Linked DNA regions of Mus musculus: region 1 is linked to region 2. Evidence: chromatin contacts called from public HiChIP or PLAC-seq data. All regions are on one chromosome and are shown on one strand. Each heading gives the region's core, a stretch centred on a gene start, on an enhancer-like site or on the middle of the called end of the contact. The rest is flanking DNA. Distances are from core to core; before and after follow the strand shown.

Region 1 (3,714 bases), core at 417-2,916, 200 kb after region 2:
TCCTGGTGGCTCCTGGGCCAGTGTAGCCAAAGTGGTAGGCTCTAGGTTCAGTAAGAAACCACATCTGTAAACATGGAGAGTGATTAAGGAAGACTCTCGGTGTTGACTTCTGGCTTCCTCCATGCACCTGAGTGTACACGAAACGAGCGTGCGCGTGCGCGCGCGCGCACGCACGCACACACACACACACACACACACACACACACTGCACTATGTAATGTTAACCTTAAACTGAAAGAATCTGTGAAATTCTGAACTAGCTGTGTACCTAGAACAATGCAGAGTATCTTTAACTCATTACTGAAGCCCTGAAAAACTATCAAAATGTTTTTCAAAAGTTTATTTTGAAAAAGTATATTCAAGGACTGGAGAGATGGCTCAGTGGTTAAGAGTACTTCCAAAGGTCCTGAGTTCAATTCCCAGCAACCACATGGTGGCTCACAACCGTCTATAAAGGGATCTGATGCCCTCTTCTGGTGTGTCTGGAAATAGTTACAGTGTACTCATATAAATAAAAAAATAAAAAACAAAATTTAAAAAAGAAAAAGTATATTCAAAAGTTTTTCTGAATCAGAGAAAATCATGTGACACAGATCCAGAGAATCTTGGAAAATAACTCAGATAACGCTACGATTAAATTCAAATTTTGTTGTTGGTTTATTTTGGGCTCATAGCAGTTTCAGATAGAAAAATGTGTATAGTGGAAGACACTGGCCAATTTGCTTGTAAGAATCTTGAAATGAGCCGGGCGTGGTGGCGCACGCCTTTAATCCCAGCACTCAGGAGGCAGAGGCAGGTGGATTTCTGAGTTCGAGGCCAGCCTGGTCTACAAAGTGAGTTCCAGGACAGCCAGGGCTATAGAGAAACCCTGTCTCGAAAAAGCCAAAAAAAAAAAAAAAAGAATCTTGAAATGTCTTCTTTTTTTTTCACCCCCGAGACAGGGTTTCTCTGTATAGTCATGGCTGTCCTGGAACTCACTCTGTAGACCAGGCTGGCCTTGAACTCAGGAATCCGCTGCCTTTGTTCCCCTAGTGCTGGGATTAAAGGCGTGAGCCACCACTCCCCGGCTTGAAATGCCTTCTTAATTAACACAACACCAACTCATAGGCAAATCTCTGTCCATGTATACTTAGTACAACTACTATGGGACACAGTTGGTTGCTGCATTTGAATTCACCAAGTTGTTGGGCCTGGGGGGCTTGAGGAAGCCTTTGGACTCAGGGCACTGGTACTTGGCCCTGAGGTAGTCATTTCTAGTAGACAGACTTGATCCAGCCTGTTTCCGTGGGGCCACCCTCACCTGATTGTCCAGAATCCATAGCTGGTTCCCAGTTTTCAGAGTCAACGTTCTCTCTGCAGGAGTGAGTTTCAGAGGCCTTTCTCTCAGCAGGAAGCTGTATAAACTGAAGAGAGGCAGAGCCAGGAAGAAGACACAGCCTGTGTGGGCTCAGTTGGCTTCTCTGGAGCTTGCTTAACACCATGGGCAGACAGGAGTCAGCCGAGGCTTATTTGCTTGGGACTACTTTGAGCAGGAATAGGAAAAGGGTTCATTTTGTCCAGGATTTTAAAATGCTTCGAAAATAGTACTGATTCAATGTAAGTATTTAGTCACTGGCTGGGTTTCCCAATCCCTTCACATACAAGTGTGACAGTCAGTTCCCTAGTTCTTAAGAAAACCCTGAAAATGAGTCACCAACCTTTGGTGCCCAAGAGTCAGACTATTTTCCATGGTGCAACAAGGTTAGGTTCCCAGACTGGTAAGTAGCTTTTAATACTGAGCATAGGTGTGAACCGATGGTAAGCAAATGCAATGCAAAGAGAGACCCTCTCTGGGAGAAAGCTGGCGGTTTTATTTGTCATTCTATCCATTCTGTTCTAACTTAGCACAACTAGTTAGAAAGAAAACAATCCAGTTGGGCATGTTAAAAATTTTTCTGTAATCACAGCGCTCGGGAGACTGAGGCAGGAGGATTGCTATAAATTCAAGGCCAGCCTGGGTTCTAAACCAGCCAAGGGCAACATAATATTAAAACAAAACAAGACAAAAACAACAACAACAACCAACAACAAAAACCCTACCTTAATAACAGACTAGACTAGACTAGACTCAACTAAACTGGAAAGATCTCCCAGCAGTTAAAAAAAGAATACTTCACTTCCAGAGGACCCAAGTTCAGTTCCCAAGACCCACGCAAGGTAATGCCTGTAACTCTCACTCTAGGGATGCTCAACACCTCTGGCTGCCAAAGGTTCCAGCACTGACATGTACATACCCTTATACAAGTAGTATAGATAATTAAAAATAAATCTTTTCTTAAAAAGAAAAGAGTGGTCTTGCAGTGGTGGCATTTGGGAGACAGAGTGGGGTAGATATCTGAGCTCAAAGCCAGCTTGGCTACATAGTTCCATGACAGCCAAGGCTACACAGAGAAAACCCTGATTCATAAAGCAAAAGCAAAAGAAGAAAGAAAAGAGTAAATCAGGAAGCTCTAGCTCAGTGGGGAAGAGGCTATGTGTTTATCCATCAGGGAGAATTGCACGCGCCCCTCTCCCTCCCTTCCTCTCTCACCGCATTCTAAGCTATTCTGACTTACTATATAACCAAGGATGTTCTTCACCTCCTGCCCTCTCGATGGGACTCCATCCATGGGCCACACACAATGCCTGATTTATGCAGTGCTGGAGATCAAACCCTAGCCTTCTTGCATGCTAGACACTCTACTAACTGAGTCACAACCCCATCCCCACATCTGCTCCTTAAATAGTATCCTGTCGGTGGGAGGGGTCACTTTTCAACCTGGTGACCCCTCCCTGTGTAACTGGAAACTAGCAGCAGCACCCTGTCTCTTCTCATCTGGAGATATGTCAACTGGCAGCCAGTAGATCAGGGCCATAATGCCCTTTCTGAAAATAGGAGGGCTGGAGAGATGGCTCAGTGGTTAAGAGCACTGGCTGCTTTTCCTGAATTCAATTCCCAGCAACCACATGTGGCCCACAACCATCTGTAATGGGATTGATGCCCTCTTCTGGTGTGTCTGAAGACAGCTACAGTGTACTTGCACACATTAAATAAATAAATATTTAAGATAAAAAAAAGAAAAGAAGAGGTCTTATTTAATAAATTCTTAAAGCTGGGAGGGATTTGAGAGTAAGCATCAAAATCCAGGAAGTTATCTATATACATATACATATACATATACATATACATATACATATACATATACATATACATATACATATACAGGTTTAAATTTACTGAATCATTTTTGCTAGGAAGCTTCTTCCCCCAACCAAATTTGTTGCTTTTTTATGCTATTGTGAGGCATTTGTTTTAATTTCATGGTTTTCAAAAGTTTACAGTTTTACAAAATTGGATGTTGATGAAATCCATTAGAGTGTTCATTGTCTGGTGAATTTGACATCCATCTGTCTTGCGTATGTTTCCACTGGTGGCTTTCAATGGTCTTGACATGTATCGGACATACACCGACCTATTAAACACACATATAAACACTCATGCATTGAGACCCAGCTGGGTCATAAAGTATGGCTGTCTCTGACGTGGATTCAGTTTTGCACAAAGGGAGTCTGGTGTCTCTACAGAAAAGCGCACACACTGGGGTGCTCTGGGGCGCTGGTTTAAAAGGGGTCCCTTCCAGCTCAGCAACTCTCCCTTTGCTTCTCTCTACTCACCACCCTTACGTTTGCAATAAA
Region 2 (4,055 bases), core at 1,354-3,853:
CAGTGCCCAGCTCCCTGTTTGGCTCAGGCTGGGTTATCTGTTCAGGATTACATTAGGTTACGCTGACTCTGACTCCAAGCCTTTTTCAAACTGGAGAAGATTTGATTGAGTTTCTAAGTGGTCATTCAGTACTTCGAATCATTTTTTTTTAAGTTTGTTTATGTATTTACTTGGTGTGTGTGTGTGTGTGTTTAGAGGACAACTTTTGAGAGTCTGTTCTTTCCTTCCACCATGTAGGTTCCAGGGATTGACTTCAGGTTATTAGGCCAGCATAAAGTATCTCTACTGGCTGAGCCAGCTTGCCATCCCTACTATACTCTTTTCTTCTTGTTGCTATTGTTATTATTAAAAATAGATTTTATACAATATATTCTGATTATAGTTCCCCCTCCCCAACTCTTCTCAGATATTCAACCCACCCAAATACATACCCTTTTTTCTCTCTCTCATTAGAAAACAAACAAGCATCTAAAATAATAAGATAAAGTAAAAACAAACCAGAATATGAGAAAACAGATAAATAGGGAAAAAAGAGCCAAAGAAAAATCTTAAGAAACATGTACATTAGAAAAAGATCTTTTTGAGATAGAATCTCACTATGTAGCCCAAGATGACCTTGAACTTGCTATGTAGCCTAGTCTGTCCTCAAATGCATGGTCCGTCCCCCTGTCTCAGCTTCCCATGGGGTAGGATTACAGGTATGTACCCCTAGGTCTAACTACTGTAGCTGATGTGTGCTCATCTGGAGCATTACCCCAGAGTTCATAGTACGCATTTCTCAAACACTAATAAAGGTGATTGTGAACTTGGTGTGGTGGCTTGTGTCTGTAAGCCCAGCACTCAGGAGGCTATAGTTTGAGACTACCTCAAAAACAAACACAAGACAGCACATAAATGCCGGGCATGGTGGCGCACGCCTTTAATCCCAGCACTTGGGAGGCAGAGGCAGGTGGATTTCTGAGTTCGAGGCCAGCCTGGTCTACAGAGTGAGTTCCAGGACAGCCAGGGGAACCCTGTCTCGAAAAACCAAAAACCAACCAACCAAACAAAAAAACAGCACATAAGAAAAATACAACAACAACAACAACAACAAAAACATCACAAAACAGAAACCCAAACCAACAAAAGATGATTTTGTGAAGAGTATGAAAATATCTGTTATATTTCCATTAATTCTAGTGCTAGTGACTTTCTCAGTACTATTTCAAAATATTTGGAACTTTTCAGATTTACAGGGTATCATTTCTGACCTCGGGAAGTAACTGTGTAGTGGGGATTCAAGGCATAGGAGGGGCAGTGATCAGGAAAGACCCCAGGAATAAGACGATGTTTTCCAAATCATATTATCACCAGTACAGAAGATTTTCTTACCCACTTGTTTTGAGATGCGGTCTTGCTATGTCGCCAGGATGGTCTGGAATGCCTGGATTAAAGTGGTTTTCCTGCTGCAGGCCCCCAGTAGTTTTCCTTTTTCTCATTTGTAAAGAACCAATGAACTGAAATCATTAAATTTTTGTTTGAACAGTAATGTATTACCTTTGTTGAAAAGGGTATTTCCATAGAGTCAGGACTCTTCCCTAGAATACCAGAAAAGGAGGTCAGACTTAGGGAGGGAGTGCAACTTCAGCTACACTGAAGGCTGGACATGAGTGTAGGACGGGGTCCTGGGGGAGACGAACGCTTGTGTGGCGGGGGTGATGGATAGGGCAGATGAAAAAGTCCAGGGAGTCTAGGCCACTTAAAGTTCCTGGGCAGAGGACAGCATGAAGAAACTGAAGATCCAGCAGGAGTTTCCTGCCTGCCCCTGGGCCTGCTGTCTTCCCTTAACTCTGTCCCATTCCTAAGAGCTAAGGACCTGGAGAAGCTTAGTCTATCAGCCTGGCCCTGTCTGTAAGACCTGGTTGGACCTTGCATCCACATAGGCACTAAAAAAGCCCAGTCCACGCCCCGTCTCTGGTTTCTGTGACATTTTGGCATATTCCACCTCACGAAGCCAGTTAACACCTGGCAGTGTTTGTGAAAGCAAGGATGCGATGTTGTGATGTGTTTCTGCCCCTGCGGCCCTGTGAGGACATGGGACTGCTGTTGGTCCTCCACCTCCCCATTCCGCAAGGCCACAGGTGGAGAGATGCACTTCTGGAATGCATGGGTTGCAACTGGCATCCTGTCTGTGGCCAAATCTGGTTCCTCTATCACTACCGGAAACCCTGTGGCTGTGCCTGGCCTTGGCCTTCTTCCCCAGTTCGGCTCCTGATCTTAATGAGGAAAGTGAGGCCAGTTCTGAACCCGGGTCCTGAAAGTGGGGGGAGTGGAGCTCCTCACTGAACGTCTCTCAAGCCAGGCTTTTCATTCACTCAAATTTGTCTTCCTGAGGTGGGGGTCACCACCTACGGTGCAGCCACTGGCCGTGGCCCTACAGGCACCAGCCACAGAGAGGGTTGCAAGCTGGGTCTCAGGCACAGGAAGCAGTTCACAAGGCAGCAGTCTTGGTGCGCATGCGCACGACCGCACTGCTCCGTCGCGCTCCCTAGCGGCCATCTCTCGGTGCTGTCGTGCTGGCACAGCGCATGCGCAGACGTGGAACCTCGCGGTGCTTCCTGAGTCTACACTGAGTCTCGAGTGGGCGGTGACTGGGCAGCCGGTCCCAAGATCTTTTCGAGGCTCAAAGTCCCCTCAACTCCTTCGTGTCCGAGTCCGAGCTCTGTCTTGTATCCGAGATCTAGTGGGACGTGAGGTAGTTGCACGCCATTACCTCAGCGCCAGCCGCCTTGCAGCTCCGGAGACCAAGCGGTGAGGCTAAAGAGGCCGATGCACCTGGCCCTTCCAAGCAGTCCCCCTCACCCTCCAGCCAGAGGACGTCTAGGAGCCTGAAGCCAGCCGAGTTACCCAGGGGACAAGGCTGTGTCCTGAAGGCCGGTGTTGCTGAGGCTCTGCCCTTCGGAAGCTGTGGAACTGACAACTTTGAAGCCCTGAGAGGATCTGCAAAATTCTGATTTAGGACCCAGGAGGCCTTGAACTTGCTCAGAGTTATATGCTGTGGACAGTACATCCTAGAGAATTTGGTGCTTGCTGTTTTTAGAGGGCTATTTTCTCCTGGGCCAGCCCCCAGCTAAAACAGGAAGTGAGGATTTTAAGAGATGATCCTAGGAGCTTGAAATTTAAGCTGACCTCCTCTGTCATTAGCCACAAAGCTTTAGCCTAAAGTGGTGGCGCATGTCTTTAATCCCAGCACTTGAGAGGCAGGTGGATCTTTGTGAGTTCTGGCCAGCCTGGTCTACAGATCGGGTTTGTACTGGCTAGTTTTGTGTCAACTTGAGTTGACACAGTCTGGAGTCTGGTGTGGTAGTCTTGGTTCTATAAGAAAGCAGGCTGAGGGCTGGTGAGATGGCTCAGTGGGTAAGAGCACCCGACTGCTCTTCCGAAGGTCAGGAGTTCAAATCCCAGCAACCACATGGTGGCTCACAACCATCCGTAACAGGATCTGACGCCCTCTTCTGTAGTGTCTGAAGACAGCTACAGTGTACTTACATATAATGAATAAATAAATCTTTGAAAAAAAAAAAAGCCAGGGGAAGCAAGCCAGTAATGAACATCCCTCCATGGCCTCTGCATCAGCTCCTGCTTTCTGACCTGCTTGACTCCCAGTCCTGACTTCCTTTGGTGATGAACAGCAGTGTGGAAGAGTAAGCCGAATAAACCCTTTCGTGGCCATGAGGTTTGTGCAGAAATAGAAACCCTGACTAAGACAGGGTTCCAGGACAGAGAAGCTCTTATCTCAAAAAACCAAAACAAATCAAAAGACAATGAAGCTCTGCTATTTTCCTCCACTTCAGTATGAGGGGAATCACCGCTCCTCCTGCCCCCAGTGAGATGGAAATGGCAGCTATAGGATACTATAATATATATATATATATATATACAGGGGCAATACTGTGGATACCGTAATATGATGTATATATACAGGGGTAATACTGTGGATACCGTAATATAATATACAGGGGTAATACTGTGGATACCATAATATGATATATATACAGGGGTAATACTGTGGTTAC

What was found. HiChIP or PLAC-seq counts read pairs in DNA pulled down with a chosen protein or histone mark.
Region 1: a contact with region 2 is called in an H3K27ac HiChIP or PLAC-seq map of embryonic stem cells, with 8 read pairs. The contact joins two enhancer-like sites. A contact is called at or near these places in 6 of 115 datasets of contacts at active chromatin or transcription factors (bone marrow-derived macrophages, craniofacial prominence, embryonic stem cells and 1 more) and 1 of 9 other capture datasets (embryonic stem cells).

What each region holds. Positions count from the first base shown.
Region 1 is chr16:4,274,228-4,277,941 of GRCm38.p6, reverse strand. The region is part of intron 1 of Gm36359 (a long non-coding RNA gene); the gene reads left to right. Among named protein-coding and RNA genes, the nearest start is that of Gm36359, 8.2 kb to the left of the region's middle. Within about 2 kb of position 1,666, at least 32 of the 459 cell types and tissues checked have an H3K27ac peak or open chromatin away from gene starts, as enhancers often do. A contact at or near this core is called in bone marrow-derived macrophages and embryonic stem cells, where this site is marked.
Region 2 is chr16:4,473,734-4,477,788 of GRCm38.p6, reverse strand. It overlaps a transcript of Srl not described here. Among named protein-coding and RNA genes, the nearest start is that of Srl, 47 kb to the left of the region's middle. Within about 2 kb of position 2,603, at least 299 of the 459 cell types and tissues checked have an H3K27ac peak or open chromatin away from gene starts, as enhancers often do. A contact at or near this core is called in bone marrow-derived macrophages and embryonic stem cells, where this site is marked.